Linked DNA regions of Mus musculus: all the other regions are linked to region 2. A link is a contact called in public Hi-C and promoter capture Hi-C data. All regions are on one chromosome and are shown on one strand. Each heading gives the region's core, a stretch centred on a gene start, on an enhancer-like site or on the middle of the called end of the contact. The rest is flanking DNA. Distances are from core to core; before and after follow the strand shown.

Region 1 (2,707 bases), core at 83-2,582, 1.7 Mb after region 2:
TGCAGCTAACCCCGTAATTGCCAGAAAACACAAGTTATCTCCTCTGTGGGCATTTCAATTATACAAGGCAATTAACTTGTATTTCCAGGCTTCTCTTAAAACAATATGAAGAACCCACACATTACAAGTCTGGGAGGAAATTGTCAAGTAGGTAGGAGTCAAACAATATTTTACTTTATCACTTTAACCGTGATAGAGATTCCCAGAACTGTTCTGTAATTTACTTTGTTCATTTAAAAATATCTGTTACCCTAGCATCCTTCTAACAAAAAATCGGGAACTACTTAGTTTTATTCATATTAAAAAAAAAAAAAAAAAAAAAAAACCAAAACCCTAGAGAAGGCACTAGGACAAGTCAATCTTTAGGTTGAGAAGCGCAGTTACTAGATTAAGAGCAATAACCAACTTAAAGCACGTCGTGTTTTCACCTCATTACTTCAAATTTACCTTCTGTCTCATTTGCGTCGTCACGGCCTATGCCAATTTGTACAAGCCTTAACGAACCCTAGAGTTGAACAAAAGGCGTGTTCCTTGATCGGATTTCAGAAAAACGGACAGACTGAATTTCAACCTAACTCCACAGCCTTAAAACACAGGCCCCCGGGAGATCACATCTTGCTCTTTATATGTCCCTAGGTTTCACTTCTCATCATCCGCCACAAGCCTCGTTCTTCCCTTACCACTCAAATCTCAGATACAGCCAACACCGCTCAGCTAAGTCAACGTGAAGTTACAGGAGGCTCGCTGGTGGGAGGGGGCAAAGGGACACCCAACTCATCTCTAAATGTCCCCCACCTATCCCGAACTCCTTCATTAGAAACTTCCGGAGAAGTTTCGAGGGGAGGACAAGAGTCTGTCCCACGAGCCCAAAGTTTGCGCACCCCGCCGACCGCGGGGCGCGTCGCCTCGTCCAATTACTCCTAACTGCCACCGCGGAAGCAAGCCACGTCGCCGTCCCGAGCTGCGGCGCGGAGTTACCAGGCGCTTGGGGGGATGGCGCCTCTGAGGGCAACGCTCGCGGCCTAGCTCGCCTGTCGCCTTCGCCCCCCACCCCGTCGGGCCGCCGTCCTCCGGCCGGGCGGCCATGTTGCGCGAGTCCCCACCGGCTCGGCGCGTGCGGCGGGCGCCCACCTGGTAGCACGGTGGGCATTTGCGTCGTCGGGACCACTTTGGTGGTCGTGGTCGGCACCTCGGTCACGTTGGGAGCCAGGGTGGTGATGTTGGGCTGCGCGGCCGAGACGCAGAGCACGGCGAGGCAGGTGGCGGCCCAGAGCAGTCGGCGGGAGGAGCCCGACATTGTGTCTTCAGCCCAGGCGTCCGGGAGAAAAGCTGCGGCAAAGCAGGCTCCGTCTAGCACTGCGTCCCTGCGGCGCCGCCCCCCGAGAAGCCCGCCCCGCGGGAGCGCGCGCCGGTCACGTGAGCAGCCCGGCGGGGCGGGGCGGAACGGGCGAGACCACTAGGAAGCCGGCCGGAGGGAGAGAAGCGGCCGCGGAGACCTCTAGGGCAGCAGTCCGTGCGTCGCAAGCCGTCCTTCTTGTCCTGGGAGGATCACGCGCGGCACAATGGAGCTTTCCTCACATCTGCACCACGGATGATCTCCCCCCGCCCTGGCAAGGATGGAACTGCCCACGTGACGTAGCGAGGGGCGTCCACCTGCGCCGCCTGGGAGGCGGGCCGCGAGGTGTCACGTGACCCCTCGGTAGCGCGCTGCGGGTAAGAAGCCCGGAGGCTCTGAGACCGCTGAGCTTGAGTTCTGCTGACCGCGCTCGCCTAGGGCTCTGTAGGAGCCGCCTTTTCTTCCGTGAAGCTTGATTTATTTTTAAGTGTGAATTTTTGTTTTTGAGAGTTCGGGGACTCAGTAATGACGGAACCACGGGATCCAAGAGTTTGCCGGGCCACTGGTTCAGTGCCCGTAGCTGTGGGTGGGACCGAAAGTGATCTGTCCCGGACGCTTCCTTGTCGTAACCGCCACCGGTGCCCTTGCCTCACCTGCTTCTTCCGAGTCACTCAGAGATCCGCAGTAGGGATCGATCTGTCCCAGCCCCAATCACTGTGGTCAGAGAGGAAGACGGCTAGGGATGAAAAGCCTTCGTGCCTCTTCCTATCCCCACATCACGAGCGACGAAGTATGAGACTTGGGGAAAGTGACCTGACCCTGACACTAGGATAGCATAGTGGCAGAACAGGCATTTTCAGTGCCTGTTGGCGGACTCTGGCTCTCTTTAGTCGTGAGCGCCATCTGATGCCGGGTCTCACAAAATAATCAACGCTTGACATGCTTATAGTAGGTGGTTTTGGTTTTTTTTTTTTTTTTAAATGAGACTTGAAAATGATAGGTAGAGCTAGGAATGTAGTTCATTTGGTAGAACGATTGTCCCTCATGCAAGAGTCCCTGGGTTTTGCACTATGCTGTCTTGATTGTTTAGCGTTTGCCATATTTTATGTTACAATTTTAATGTCATAATTTTAATTATGCATGTGACCCTAATAACAAGAATATCAGATGTTTCGGTGGTGTCTGTTTCGCTGTAGTATGCATTTTAAAAAATGACTCTAAAAGCATTTTTACAACTTTAGCGAAAGATTGAAAGCCCTTATTTCTGCCAGTAATGAATTTAATGTGGTTCCTTTGTGGGTGTACTCTGTAAAATAAATATGAGCCAGTGGGTTGTGACTGACCAAATCAATGGTCTTAGCATTAAGGTGC
Region 2 (2,700 bases), core at 121-2,620:
CAGGTTGTAGGACTTGTTCAACAAGTACTTTGGCAAAGACATCTCCCCTAATCCTCTTTGTACTAGTTTTATTCTCATAACTTTTCTGTGTGCTTGAAATAAACTACGAAACATGAGGTATGAGTTGTTTTTTAAGTGATAAATTTTTTTTTAAACCCTAGTGACAAGTTTAACACTAGTCTGGCATTAAGTGGTAAAAGCGTCAGAGGAAACTGACTTCAATCTAGATAGTCCAATACCTGGATATTTGGGGGTTTTTTTGTTTGTTTGTTTTTTGAAACAGGGTTTCTCTGTGTAGCCCTGGCTGTCCTCGAACTCAGAAATCCGCCTGCCTCTGCCTCCCAAGTGCTGGGATTAAAGGCGTGCGCCACCACTGCCCGGAGCTGTCTATTCTGCCTGTCTCTCTTGTCTTAATCTTTCTGTAGGTAAACAGCTTAACTTGCTCTGTAGACCAGGCTGGCCTTGAACTCAGAGATCGCACTGCCTTTGCCTCCCAAGCTCTGGGATTAAAGGCATGCACCACCATTGCCCGGCTCTATTCCATTTTTAAAATACCACTTCTTGACTGTGACTAAATAAGTATACATCTCTGATACCTTGACAAGCCATGAAGCATCTGCATCTCTAAAAGTGAAGAGAAACTGTAAAACACGTTCAAGTTTTTCTTTTACGAAAACCATTTATCCTGGGCCAAGTAGAAGAATGTTAAAGGGACACCAAAGAATACCTTAAAAGTTCAAAAGAAAGTTAGAATCAAGGAACTGGCCAGACCCAGAGTTACCATGGGTCGCTCACCTGGCAGTGGTAAGCAGAGGGTGTCCCGTCCCCACCAGCTTCCGCACCTGCATGGCGATATTGCTGAGCTCGTCGCTCAGCAGGCAGCGCAGGCTCATGAAGGATGCGGGGTAGCCCACGATCTTCTCCGCCTCGGACACCACCTGGTTCCAATGGGCCGGTGACCTGGAGGAGCGCCCGCGCCAGGAGCCCGCCGAGGAGATGCTGTCGAGGGATCTGAAGTACCACCAGTGGCGACTGGGGGGACCTGAAGCCCCGAGGTAACCGGACAAGCGCAACAGCAGCTGCCGGAGGCTCATAGTTTTGAGTCTGAGAGGGTCGGGGACCTGAGGAAGGTGGCCAGAAATGACACGGGAAGCAAACAAGGGCTGAGGAGAAACTTTCAGAATCTAACAGGAGACGGCGATTCCAAACCCTCAGAGAAGTATGGCTTTCTGGAGCCGTAACCAGGAATAACGTTTGCTGCTTCTGCAGCGCAGACTGGCGTAACCCCAGCGGCTGCTCAGAACTGCACTGGATACCTGCGCTGGTAACCACAGCCAGTGCCTACATGGGGGGCGCCATGTTGGAGGCATGAAATGCGGCCTGCCGTAAAGATAGGGGCGGGCTGATGAGCGGCAAAGAGTGCTCTTTACTTTACGGCACAGCTGGGACCTCCCCACTAAGGGGCGGACCCTCAGTGATGACCGGAAGGCGAGAGATGGAAGGGAGCCTGTGCCCCAGGACGTCGGTGTCCGCCCTTTGGCACCCCGCTAGCCCTGGATCTAGGCGCTCTCGGGGTCTCTGCAGCGTTTCTCCCGGCCCAACGCAGAGTGAAGCTTATGTAAATAAATGTCTGTATCGTGGGTCCGCGGCGAGATCGTAGGCCCGTGGCGCAGGCTCGTCCGGAAGCCTTTTGCTCCTGGGCGCCTTAGGCCCTTGGTGGGGGCCGCGGACCCGGGAGGGCGGCCCCGCTAGCTGGGCGACGACGTCTCCTCCGCGGCCCCCCCAGAGCTGGAACGCAAGTGGATCGGTGAGGCTGAGCCCTGCTTCCCTCAGCTTCCTGGCCGAAGTGCCAGGATTTCTGTGAAAAATCCAGAAAATAAGGATGCTGTGAGAATGGAATGAAACGTCGCTTGCTCCGGGACTGAAAATTCACTGGCATGAGTGCATTTCACATATTAGCTCACTTAATCTTTTGTTGAGTTTTAAAGATAATACTATTCCCCGGATTTTAGGGGGGATGGGGGGGAACGGAATGAGGCACAGCCAAATTGTAAGTTGTTATGGTCACATTAAGCAAAATGTGAACCTAGAGGATCTGGTATCTTTTTTTCTCCTCTCCTTTGGGTACTAGGGATAGAGGCCAGGCCTCATGCAGTAATGCTAGGCTAGTGCTCTACTTCGGAACCACATACCCGACCTAACAATTTGGTTATTTGAATACATACTCTTAACCACAACATTAAGTAATATGTTACCAAAAATTCTTTCTCATTGCTAAAGTAAAATTGTCAGTGTGACGACGCTTTCAGTGTTGGATGGAACGTTTTTTTTTTCCCCTAGGCCACAGTGGCCTGAGACTTCTTACTGTGTAGCAAACTGACCTGTAACTTCTTGACCCCATCCACCTCTCAAGTCCTGGGATTACAGACGAGGGCCAGAGGGCCACTCTGCTCTTCGGGTGCCACCTATTCAAGCACGTCTAGCATCTTGCCCTTTCTAATTAGACAAAACAAGTGTTGAAGTCCTTGTTAATCATAAAAAAATTAAAAATTACAAAACCTTAAATTCAATCCCTTGGGAAGAAAAAAGTAACATTAAGATCAGTAATATAAAAATAATAAACGACTTGTTACCTACATTTTACACTCAGGAATGGTTTTTAAAATTCATGTGAGCTTTCAAAATTCATAGTTGGTATTT
Region 3 (2,913 bases), core at 38-2,537, 1.8 Mb after region 2:
TCTCCCTTCCTGCAAACCATTGGCTTTTCTTGGTCTTCCCCGTTTCCGTTTCAGAGGATCGTTCTTCTTATTGGAAATAACCACCACTGGCGTCCCAGTGCAGTTCAAAGCTGGTGGCTTTGGGGCGCTATGGTTATCCTGGAAGTCTGCGTATGCCTTTACCAGGTCATAGACTTTTAAGAACTGAGCAGTAGCCAGGATCTGCTCTGTCGTTTTCTCACTGGCATGTAGATAACCTGTATAGATAAATTCCAGCAGGATGCCAAAGGTGTCTGCAACCATGCCTTCCAGCATGTAGATAGACTGGCCAATCTCGCCCTCTTCCGCAAACATCATTGAGAAATACTCGCTACTGGCGGCCAGCAAGGCTTTATGGGCTCGGAAATGCACATTCTCCACGATTAAAGTAATATCACAAAGAAAGCCCTTCTTCCTTTGATCCTCCAGACTGGCCAGCACAGTGTCACTGTGAGTGTCTGAGTGTACCATAAGCTGCCCACAAGGCTCCGGGGTTGTGTCTGCCATTTTCTCCAGAAGACTCTGAAGAGGCTTAAATCTGAAATAAAAAATCAATGTTTATTTAGGAAGAAGTATTGCCTAACTAGACTGTTCGTGTTCCAGCTGTCACAACCCAGTTTTTTTTTTTTTTTTTTTTTTTTTTTTACATTATCACCTTCTACACTCTACTTGGAAAGCCAAGCCTTGGGTTCCTCCCCTTGTTGCGGCTACCCTGCTGGATGCCTCTCCAGTACCCACATAACCTCTTACGGTGGGGAATTTCCTCTGGAAATTAGAGAACGGGTTCAAAAGTCTGTACGGCCCTCCGGTCCGTTAACTTTGTAATTAAACTTTCAAAGTGTGGCGGCACAAAGTTGGAGTTGGGGGTGTGCTGCCTCGATGCTACACACGGAATAGCTGTTTCGACTATAGGAACATATATGAGAAATATGGGAACGAACCCACGCAAGGGAGATCTACGGTGAAATAACGCGCGGATTCAGAGGCCCCGCTCTGAGCAGCGGCGCCCGGAGCTCCGTCCCAGGCCTGGGGCCTGAGTCCCGCGGACGTTCCGCGGCCCAAGGCCCCGGGCCGAACCAACCGGCCGCGGACCTACCTGTCAGGGCCGCCCCGCAGGGACTTGCTACGGTCAGCCCACCCGGCTGCCCAGAGGGCACTAACCGGGCCTGTCGCCGGTCCCCGCCCCCGCCACCACTACGCTGTAGCTCCGGACTCCCGGCGTCTGTCAACCCGGAAGCGCGCACAAGGGCCGTAGCATCACGTGACCCCGGAGCCCCGCCCCGAGGGCGGGCTTTGCTGTGGAATCCGGAAAGGGAGGGTCTGGTGCGGAAACCTGCCAATCTGCGGAAATTTACCTCCAGTTACCCCGCTGAGTTTCCTTTAGACCTCAGTAGACACCACATCCGCTGATTAGATGCTGAGCATAAAGACGGCGGTGGCTTCAATCAGCAGATATTTACCTCCTGAATGAATCCTCTTCCTCGCTTTCCTTCCCAAGTTACTCATCCTCAGCTCTGTGTTTATCCATAAAATGGAGGTGTTAACCTACCTGGTACGGTTAGAATGAGCTTAGTAAGTGCTTGGCTTGGCTAAAAAGACCGAAACGACCGCTGTTTTTATTTAGATTTATGGCACTTCTGAGAGACTATTGAGGGTTTCAGTTGTCTCAGGACAGTGTCGCTCCCTCTGAGACCTATGGGTATGGGAGAGTTCTCTAAATAAAAACCTGGGTAGGATCTGCTGTGGCTCTGTGTTCCGGACCAATGCTCCTAAGTCCCGCTCAGATTCGTTCCGGACCTACTCCAACTGTGCCAGCAGCTTCCGCTCAGCGTTTATGCATCGCGTGTACCTAATTATCTCTACTTTGTCCACTTCCAGATTATAAATTTGCCATCTATATTGCCCACAATTTGGAAACTAAAGATGGAATTACCAGCCGGACTCTTTCTTTCTTACTAGTTTTTATTAAAAGTGTAAGACCCCCAAAGCTGGGCCTCCGCTCAAGTCCCGGGATGAGCTGGCCAGCACCCCAGTGTCCCGAGAGAAAACCACACCTGATGCAAACTGCAAGAGGTTTTATTATCAGCTAGCTGAGGACGAAGTGTCTCCCTAAGTGTCTCCGCATTAGAGATCAGGGAAAACAAGCTTGGGGAACGTCTAGGGGCTTTACCTTCCAGGGAGAAACGCTCTAAGTTGGGGTCTCACAAAAGCAGCTCATACCACACAGGTATGAGCTCTGTGGTTTCCCCCTTATCTTTACAGAGTTATCTAGTGCACTCTATCCAGAGCTCCCTCGAAATCGGTCAGATATGTGGGCGTCCGAGTGGGATGCCAGGAGAGCTTTGCTTGACTTCTGCACTCCAGAAGGAACAAGGGTGGTTGTGGGATTGGGGATTTTGTTCAGTGATAGAGCACTGGGTTCTGGATTCTGCCCTCAGCACCGAGAGGAAAATAATAATAATAATGATAATGATAATAATGATAAAAAGACAGAAAGAACAAGGGTCAGTCTTTCAACTTTGCTTTCACATAGGTTTTTGTTTGGTTTTCTGCTGAAAGAATTGCAGTAAAAACAATGCAATAAAAACTCCACAGAGCCAAAACTAGATCAAATTTATCGAATAAGCTGCTATTTAAAGGAGAAACTGGTTATCGGTAAGAGTGTCACTCGGAGCTGGTCACCAGGAACCACTCTGAGGAAGACTGTCAGAAAAGGCTGGTTGGACAAGGCTGAGGTGGCCAAACCAAATGTGAGATGCTCACAGCTAGATGTAGGTTAATATTAGGTGAAGATGTAGGTTAATAAAATGAAAGCCAACAAGATTTAAAATGCTCAAAATATTTATTACTTTGAAATTTGAAGAATTTAAAATGTCAGCTCATAGCAAAAATCTA
Region 4 (2,856 bases), core at 161-2,660, 1.0 Mb before region 2:
TCACTATGCAGACCGGGATTAAAGCTGTGTGTGTGTGTTTGTGTGTTCTTTTCGGAGACAAGAGTCTTGCTCTGTAGTACAGGCTGGCCTCCAACCCAAAGCAACCTTCCTTCCTCAGCTTCTCTAGCACAAGGATTAGAAACGTGGGCAATCACAGTTGGGGTTTGTTTTGTTTTCGGGTTATAGTTTGGTTTTGTGCTGCTCAAGATCCAATGCAGGGCCAAAAAATGCTAGGTTGTTTTTGGGCTTTGGAGGATGTTGTCTGTGTGTTGCAAAGAGTACCATGCCCTCTAGGATTGCAGCAAACTCACTAAATAGCCAAGGCTGGCCTTAAACTCCTGATTTTCCTGCCTTCACCCCACCTCCACTGCTGGAATTAAAGGTACAGGCCACAAAACTGGGCTCAAAGTACAATTAAACTTAGTGTAACATTCTCACCTGCCAAGACAACTACCATAAAGCCAATGTTCTTGTTCTCAAATTTCAATTCAAACAATAATTTTAATGAAGTCAGAATATTTGCATCTGACTCAAATACTCGGTATCAAGGACCCAAGATACTTATCAGGTGAATTCTAGAAGGCTTTAGATAGTCAACTGCTCCTGGGGTTCTGACTAGTGAAGACTTGCTATGCTTTCTCAGTGAAAACAATGCTACATGCTTTGGGAGAAAAACCTACATGCCACCCAGATTCTTAGGTTCCTCAAGTTTATATTCTTTGAGAGCAATTTCAACAAAGTAACTAAATAAACGAAAGTGTTCTACTAACAGAAAAATGCATTTGTTAGTATTAAGTACTAAAATTAAACTGAGACTCAAAGAACTGCATCGAAGAGAAACAGTCTGCGTTTAGATAGAATCAAAAAGCACCGAAACAATTACGATTTAAATAAAATGCAAGTCCTTAACTTGAGCTCCAGACTCGATGCTACATTTCCTACCTTAGTAAGGAACTGACATACTAACTACCCAAAGGGACAGCTAGACTGCCCAAGGGCTCCCGGGCCGGTGTCTCGCCAACCCCACCTCCGCCCAGCGGCACCGCCTCCCCCGCCATCCCTCCGGGTGCGCTCTTTACACGGGCCGCTCGCCCGCAGCCCCTGCCCCTGCCCGGTCCCACTCCCGCCCCACACTTCCACGCCCGGGACACACATGAGCCCTACCCGAGGTGCCGGCTCTGCTCCGGCTTCCCGCAGCGCGAAAGCCGCTCGGTCGGGTTCTGTCTGCCGGGATCACACTGTCCTGCAGAGGCGCAGGAGCAGAAGTCCCAGTGCGCGCGCAGCCGCACAGTGCTGCCGCCCGGGTCAGAAAACAGCCCGACGGGCACTTCCGCCCTCGGAACCAGAGTGAACCGCAGCGCCGGGCGCCCACCGTAGGTCCAGTCACCCTCGGCGCCCGGAGATGACGTCACCAAGACCACGTGGCAAGCGCTCCGCCCTCCGAGCGCGGCCCAACCTGGCAAGACCTGAGTTGCTCCTGAGCGTGCGCAGACACACAGGGAGCGCCTGAACTCGGAACGAGTTTGCCGGTTTTCTTCTTGGATGGACAGAACGCAGTCGTTGGTGTTCCCGGTTGTCAGTGTGACAGTTGTGGAAGAACAGAGAAATAAAGGATCCTGAGACATCGGCTGCCGTGGTAGCAGCATTTTTCTCTTCCTCACAAAACAGTATTGTAAAAACCTTACTTTTAAGGGTGGTTGGGATGGTTTAATTTAGTTGGGTTAGAGTCAGGACAGGGGTATCAAGCTGCAAGTCTGGGACTTAACTAGGTATCTCGTGTTCCTCAGTCTCCCAAGTGCTAGAACTGCAGACGTGAGCCACCACACCCGGCTTTCAAGGTAAACCACATTCATTTGCTCGGTAGAACCTCCCCACTCCTGTAGGACCACAGTAGGCATTAGTGGCTGTATTTAACCCCAGTTGGTAAAAGTACCAAAACCTCCCTCACCTCTAAGAGTACCTTTCCTACTCTTATTGCTTTGAAAATAAAACAAAACGTAAAGAGTACTTGATCTGGGTCTTCACTCACCAAACATTTTAACACCCTCCTCCTCGTCCTCCTCCACCTTCTCTTCCTCCTTCTCTTCTCCCCTCTTACTCTTCTCTTTCCTTCCCCCACCCGGAGAGGATGAGGTGTCCAACTAGATCCTAAGAGATGGTAAATGGAGCCCCGGGAGCTGCAGTTACAGGCAGTTGTGAGGCACCCAGTGCAGGCACTGGAAATGATTTTAGTCTTTTGCGAGATCAGTGAGCACAATTAACTCTTAACTACACTGATCTGTAGGTATTTCTCCAGCCTTTTTTTTTCTTTCCTTTCTTCCTCCTTTTTTGGGTTTGAGACAAGCTCTCGTGCAACGCTGACTGACCTCAAACTCTATGTATAATCATGGATACTCTTTAACCCCCATCCTCCGATCTGACCTTGAATTTACCATCCTTCTGCTTCAATTTCTCTACTGGAATTTCTGCCACGACACTTTGCTCTGTCAGCAGCGGCAGAGCCTGGCTAGAGCCATGAATCTAAATAAAGGCAGTGTTACCTGAAGAAACCCAAGAGGGTCTTGTCAGACTTCTGTTGAGGAGAAGCTGGGTTGGCCTTCATAAGGCTCCACCTAATGTAATTTGGTGCCATTCTCTGGTTATCCTGGGTGTGGACCTTGTACCAGTGTCCACGTCCTGGCCAGTACTTAATAAAACTTGCTCCAAATTTGCCTCAAACTTTGTTGTAGTGATCTTGCTCTTGTCCCATGAGTTTGACACCTTTCTTTTGTGAGGTTCCTTGAGCCTTGGAGGAGATGGTGTCCCTTTTATGGCTGAGCATACAATAGTCATTTATTTTCAGTGCTTAGACCAGGT
Region 5 (2,700 bases), core at 20-2,519, 1.7 Mb after region 2:
CCCAGTTCAACTGCGGCTGCCTCACAGACACACACCCATTTCTTCCTAAGTCTCTGTTCGCCAGCGCCCTTTGGCGAACTTAGTGCCACGCTGGTTGTAGGATGTGCCTCTCCCCAAAGGCAAAGTTCTTTTCCACGTGCTTGCCTCCTGACAAGGGGCAACACTGCCTGTGTAGATTCCACTTCTCAGCCACCCAAACTACCCTCACAAATAGCCTGAGAATGTTGTGACTGTTGTCTGCATGACAGACCTTCTGACTCACTGTGGTCAAAACACTTCCCCTGAGAAGAGATTGCGTCGCTGCTCCAACGGGCTGTGGGAAGGAGTGGGGTTAGCAACCCCTTCCGCAGACCCTCACATCTAATCGACCCCTAGCCTCACTCCCACGGCGTTCCTCTGTGCTCTCCCAGGAATCTCTGGAGACAAGGCCTCTCTTTGTACCCCTTTCCTTCCCTCCAGCCCACACGCAGCTTAAGGGCTCTTGGAGGGCTTTCTCACGCTGCCACCGGAAGAGATGAAGAGTATGGGGGGATGGGTTGCTCTCGGTGGGAGAGGCAACTAGGTGGTGGGGTGGGGGGGTTGTGGGCCGATCTATCATCCCCCAGCAGCCCCTTCATTGCCCGCGTAGTAGGAGGAGGCAAAGGTTGCCCTAGGGGGTCACTAGGACAAGAGTGGATAGATCTTCAGAAAGGACAGGAGTCCCTCTTGGAAGTGGGAGACTGGGGGTTGGAGCGACCTCTGCTAAAGGAAATAAAAGAGGTACCCAGACTGGAAACAAGCACAAAGGATGTGCCATTGGTGGAGCGTCTAAAGGGATGGAGAGCTGGACCTTGAGCAGCGGGGGTGAGAGCTCCCAATACTCTAGACAGCAAAATCTGCACAAAGGCGCTCATCTGGGTAGGGCCGGCAAGAGGACCCGCCAAACCAGCCAGGCGTGGCTCCCTACCCCATTTCCCCGGAAGCGCTCCCCACCCCCTTCCTTATCCTCACCCCCAGCCCAGCGAGCAGGAGGACGCACAGCAGGCATCGCTGGATTACTTACCAGCGTTTCTGGGGCTGGAAGAGCCGCTTCCTGTCGGAAGGGTGTCCCAGGCCTAGGGGCAGAGGAAGGGGTGGCGCAGGGAAAGCAAGAGATGCCTGGTGGCAGAAACCGGGGAGTTCCAAAGAGTTTGGACCGCAGCGCCAGCGCAGAGCACAGAGGAAGACTTACTCCGAACCTCCGTACTCCGCAGTCCTCCTCTGGGGACAGCCTGGGTCCCGCCCACGCCTGCCGGGTGGTGCTGTAGGGCGTGGTTCTGCCTACACCAGGGGCTGCTGGGGGCCTCCAAACGGTCTGGCCAGGCAGGGACAGGGAGAGCAGAGACTTGAGTGACCGTGCCTGAGTCCGCCCCGGTGGTACCCACGCTGTAGGCCACTTCCAAGAGCTGGCCGAGCGGGCGCAGGCCTCCGGCAAGAAGTTTATTGAAGCTGCAAGAACCGAGAGTGGCGCCAGATGTCTGAGCTCTCTTCACCTCTCCCACCGATAAATTCACACCCCTGGCGCCACAGGCGATCCAGTTGCGGGGGTCCATCTCTCCTGGGACAGGTCGGCTGGCTCCCAGGCTCAGGCTAAAGACAAAGCTTAAAGTCCTGGTCCACATCTTTCAACCAGGTACACACACAACCAGGTGTGTGTGTGTGTGTGTGTTTTCAACTAAGAAAAACAGGATGGTAAGGGTATGTGGGAGAGGATAAAACTTCAATGTGCAGAACTAAAGTCAAGACTCAGACAATGCTAGGGAACTTTGGAATCAAATTCTTAGTATTTCCTGTTAAGAAATTGTAGCATGAAAGGAATTGTTCAAAATCAAGCAGCTTTAAAGTTAATAAAACAGCAGTTCTCATTTATTGCATGAGCATTAACAAAACCTATTTTACTGAAATGTCAATGAGGCTTCATGACTGCACATGTTCACCAGCCAGTGGCATGGATGCTATCAGCCCCAGGCCTTTCTGGATCCCAACCTACCACTGTTAAACCACGGGACTGAAATAAGGTTTGACATCATGAGGAAGTAAAATCGCTACCCCAGAAGTGCTTAACCTAGGAAAAAATGGCTACATCTCTCTTCTTGAGGTCCAGGGACCAACAAAAGCCAAGGTCCAGTGGCTATCTTTTTGGGTTTGTGTTTGAATAAATCATTTTGCATTTTGTCCAGATATACTGGGGTACCCAGTAAGTCCTGAGCTCTAAACACACACAGCTGCAGCTGATAAGAAGGCAGAGAGAGAAGCAAGAGGAAATGCCAGCCCTCTGCCAGGAGAGGCCAACAATCCAGCCAGGCCACACACTTTGGAAGCCAGGAAGCCTTTGAGCTGGGCCCACTTGTGTTCCTGAGAGTGACATCATTTTGCTTGGAACAAATTTGCAGAATGTCATACACACCCATACTTAAACACACAGTGTAAAAAATGTTCTAAAAAGCCCAGTAGAGATGGGCTTCCGGCTTTCAGGATCATGCCTCTCCCTTTTATTAGCAGATGGACTACAGCAACTTACTGTGTCTTGTTTACAAAGACCCAGGTTCCCCCAGAGACTTTCAGTTGTAGCCAAACAGGGTTGTGTGGCTCTATGAGCAACAAATTTAAAGGCTGTGAAGGCTGCCTTTTAAAAGGATCACAGAACGAGTTCCTCAGCTCTTAAAAACCTGCTGATTTCCA
Region 6 (2,700 bases), core at 129-2,628, 1.4 Mb after region 2:
CTCTTAGAGAGCATAAGCAGATGAGCAAGAAGTTTATTCATCCCATCCAAAGAAACCGCGTTTGAAAGTCCGTCTGAAGGTCGGGAAAGTGTCTCTTTCGCTGAACGAAGGTATTCGGTTTTTCTCAAAACGATCTGCCTAATGTTTTCCAGTGCTGTCTCTCTAGTAGTCGTGTCTCTGCTGCACAGTCCCTCCCATCTCGCTTCATTCTCTCCTTCAGCCATGACAATCAAGAGCTTTTTCTTTTTCAGCGTTTAGTCAGTTACCTTTCAGCATTCCCCCAAAGCAGCCCGTCGTTTGTTTGTTTTTTAAACAAAAAACAAAAACAACGAGAAACGCTAAGAATAAAGTCAGAGAAATCCAGCCGTCGTGAAAGCAGGCGTCTGGATGGCACTGGGAATCACACGTGCTTTTTAAAGTTGATGCTTTCAAATCGATCCACAAGGCGGATCACCCAGGCACCCTCTCCTACACGAGGGCAGTCTTCTGACAGAGATTGAAAAGAACAAACTTGGAAAGTTGCAATCTCACAGAGCTGGTTAGCTGGACACAGAGTCCCGGGGAAGTGTTCTCTGTGTCGCAGGGTCAGCGGATATCCTCACGTTGTGGAGCTGTCAAATCCGTGCTTGGTCCCAAAAGGCTGGTAAACAGTAGAAGGTTCTCCAGCCATTCGATTTTTTGTCTGTGCAGCGGCTGGTTCTCGACCGTTCCCACCCCGCCCTCCTCCGACACCAGTCTCCGCCCCCCTCGGCTCCTCCTAGCGCCGCGGCAGGGCAGCGGGCGGGTGCTGGCGGGGTAGGCGGTAGACCCTGGCCCTTAGCTGCTGGGGCCCGAGGCTCCGGTGCTCCGGGGGAGCAGTGTCCGCCAATCACAGTGTCAGCGGCGACTAAGGGCGGCGTCCCCAACCCTGCCGGTTCTTGTCCCCCGGGGTACGCCGATGCTCCTCTTACTCCTCTGTCCTCGCCCACCTCCGCCAAGCCAGAGGGCACCCCGCAATCCAGCAGTCATCGAGCCCAGGGCTGCACGGCTGAAGCAAAGGGCCCCAGGCACAGAGCCCGCCCCTTCGCCCAGCCCCGTCGGTGGGGATCGGCCCAGAGGGCGGGAGCAGGGAGGGGAGACGGGGTCCTCACCCCCAGCCCCTCCCCTGTCCCCGCCCGGGACCGCCGGGAGCCGCCCCTGCCCCATGCCTGCCTCTCCGCCCAGGCACACGCGACCCGCAAAGACAGCCATTGGAAGCAGCCCCGCCCTCGGGCAGAGTACCTCCGGACCCCGAGTCCAGCGCGCCACTGACTAAGACCGGCTGCTGCGCATGCGCGACGCCGGCCAGGGCGCATGCGCTTTCCGCGGTGTTGTCCTTTCTCGACGTTTGGAGGCGCTGGTTTGAAGAAGGGGAAAGAAAAGTAAGGAGTACAGATGCCCGGAGATGTTTATCGAACAAGAAAAGCCGAACAAATAAAGGTGCTCTATAGTATTCCAAGTAGAAATGGGATAGAATTATGAGTGACAGCCAAGCAGGCAGGGCTTTGCGTTGGCTTTTGGGAAATGTAGTTGTAATGCTAACTACGCGCTCTGTTTGCGACAGAAACTACAATTCCCAGATGCCACCGCGACACTTGTCTTTGCCCGCGAACCAACGGTTCTGGAGGCCGTGGTTAACTGGGAGCGTCCATCTGGTAAGCGTGGTAGGCTTGGTTGTGACCCGTTCAGTGAAAAAAAATTTTTTTTTTCCCCTCGGAAACTCTGGTGCCGACGCCATCTGGGATTGCTTCCTTTCCGTCGTGGCTTGCCGGGAGAGAAATAGTGCAGGTGCTCAACACCTTTGGTTGGGTGACTGAGGCAAGGATTTGGGGATCATTGTTTGGAAGGCCAAGGAGCAGCCTTAAGACAGGCAAACTGGAAAAAAAAAAAAAAGAAAAGAAACAAAAAAGCAAAACAAAAAACCGACGCCGCTGCTTCTGCTGTCCTCTTGCACATAGGCCCGTGCTGAATGGATTAGGAATCCCTAAGCGTTGCCATTGCACCTTTGCCCTTACAGGGATCTGTTTTGTGCTGTCTTTGCTCAGTCAGATAGCATCCGAAGGGGATCTTTGAAAGCAAGTCTCTTGTGTCTGAGACTGAAAAGAACTTCAAATGTCCTTAGGTTTGGAAGGTTCTGTATGAAAAGAAGCCTATAAAAACCTCCTAAATGTGTTATCTTTGAACGATATGGTCATTTCTCTAAAGGTGTTTTTGGAAGGTTTTTAATAGACTGGTAATCGGATTCGATTTTAATCCTTTGTTTTACAAAGTAAACATAGTCATAAAATATTAATCTGGAACTAAAGAGATGGTGCAGTAGTTAAGAATTGTTCTTATACAGTACTTAAGTTCGATTCTCAGCCCCAACTTGGCAGCTCACAGCCATTCATAACTTTAGTTCCAGAGGATCTGATGACTTCTAACCTCAGTAGACACCAGGCATAAACCTGGGGCACAGGCATACATGCAAACAATACACTCATTGAAAAATCCAAAACCATAAAAATTAATGAGGCTTTTAACATGAGAAAAGTGTAACAATAACTTTTATTCTCCTGCTGTAATTGCTGTCTGGAGGCTTACTGCCTCCATCAGCTAATCTAGGCCCAATCCTGCAAGCTTCTAGCTTCTGTAAAGGCCTATAGTGTTTCCAGCTTTTGAGACTTCCTGCTGAATAAGCTC

The links. Promoter capture Hi-C pulls out the DNA fragments that hold promoters and counts their contacts. A called contact is a pair of places that touch in the nucleus more often than the background predicts. Capture Hi-C pulls out chosen DNA fragments and counts their contacts.
Region 1: a contact with region 2 is called in a promoter capture Hi-C map of pre-B cells, with 4 times the contacts expected there. The contact joins the promoter of Cd164 here to the promoter of Pdss2 in region 2. A contact is called at or near these places in 2 of 39 promoter capture datasets (liver and pre-B cells).
Region 3: a contact with region 2 is called in a promoter capture Hi-C map of liver, with 4 times the contacts expected there. The contact joins the promoter of Zbtb24 here to the promoter of Pdss2 in region 2. A contact is called at or near these places in 2 of 39 promoter capture datasets (liver and pre-B cells), 1 of 484 Hi-C or Micro-C datasets (CD8 T cells), 1 of 115 datasets of contacts at active chromatin or transcription factors (astrocytes) and 1 of 9 other capture datasets (liver).
Region 4: a Hi-C map of B cells shows a contact between it and region 2, with 10 read pairs. The contact joins the promoter of Atg5 here to the promoter of Pdss2 in region 2. A contact is called at or near these places in 1 of 39 promoter capture datasets (pre-B cells), 4 of 484 Hi-C or Micro-C datasets (B cells, CD4 T cells, erythroblasts and 1 more), 4 of 115 datasets of contacts at active chromatin or transcription factors (the 230-238 cell line, the SCID.adh cell line, extraembryonic endoderm stem cells and 1 more) and 1 of 9 other capture datasets (liver).
Region 5: a contact with region 2 is called in a promoter capture Hi-C map of liver, with 2.8 times the contacts expected there. The contact joins the promoter of Mical1 here to the promoter of Pdss2 in region 2. A contact is called at or near these places in 1 of 39 promoter capture datasets (pre-B cells), 1 of 484 Hi-C or Micro-C datasets (CD4 T cells) and 1 of 9 other capture datasets (liver).
Region 6: a promoter capture Hi-C map of adipose tissue shows a contact between it and region 2, with 9 times the contacts expected there. The contact joins the promoter of Cep57l1 here to the promoter of Pdss2 in region 2. A contact is called at or near these places in 2 of 39 promoter capture datasets (liver and pre-B cells), 1 of 484 Hi-C or Micro-C datasets (CD4 T cells) and 2 of 9 other capture datasets (adipose tissue and liver).

What each region holds. Positions count from the first base shown.
Region 1 is chr10:41,518,125-41,520,831 of GRCm38.p6, reverse strand. It overlaps Cd164 (CD164 antigen), which reads right to left and starts at 1,332. Exons shown (of 6, transcript NM_016898.2): 1 at 1,132-1,332. The coding sequence starts at 1,297.
Region 2 is chr10:43,220,156-43,222,855 of GRCm38.p6, reverse strand. Pdss2 (prenyl (solanesyl) diphosphate synthase, subunit 2) reads right to left here and starts at 1,370. Exons shown (of 8, transcript NM_027772.2): 1 at 796-1,370. The coding sequence starts at 1,094.
Region 3 is chr10:41,448,732-41,451,644 of GRCm38.p6, reverse strand. Zbtb24 (zinc finger and BTB domain containing 24) reads right to left here and starts at 1,287. Exons shown (of 7, transcript NM_153398.3): 1 at 1,115-1,287; 2 at 1-556. The coding sequence starts at 525.
Region 4 is chr10:44,266,893-44,269,748 of GRCm38.p6, reverse strand. Atg5 (autophagy related 5) reads right to left here and starts at 1,410. Exons shown (of 8, transcript NM_053069.6): 1 at 1,165-1,410. Gm40637 (a long non-coding RNA gene) reads left to right here and starts at 1,547. Exons shown (of 2, transcript XR_871625.2): 1 at 1,547-1,636; 2 at 1,788-2,007.
Region 5 is chr10:41,474,883-41,477,582 of GRCm38.p6, reverse strand. It overlaps Mical1 (microtubule associated monooxygenase, calponin and LIM domain containing 1), which reads right to left and starts at 1,269. Exons shown (of 24, transcript NM_138315.2): 1 at 1,043-1,269. All of the region lies in intron 1 of Gm51797 (a long non-coding RNA gene), which reads left to right.
Region 6 is chr10:41,808,546-41,811,245 of GRCm38.p6, reverse strand. It overlaps Cep57l1 (centrosomal protein 57-like 1), which reads left to right and starts at 1,378. Exons shown (of 11, transcript NM_001243074.1): 1 at 1,378-1,458; 2 at 1,583-1,673. The coding sequence starts at 1,599. It overlaps Sesn1 (sestrin 1), which reads right to left and starts at 672. Exons shown (of 10, transcript NM_001162908.1): 1 at 1-672. The coding sequence starts at 224.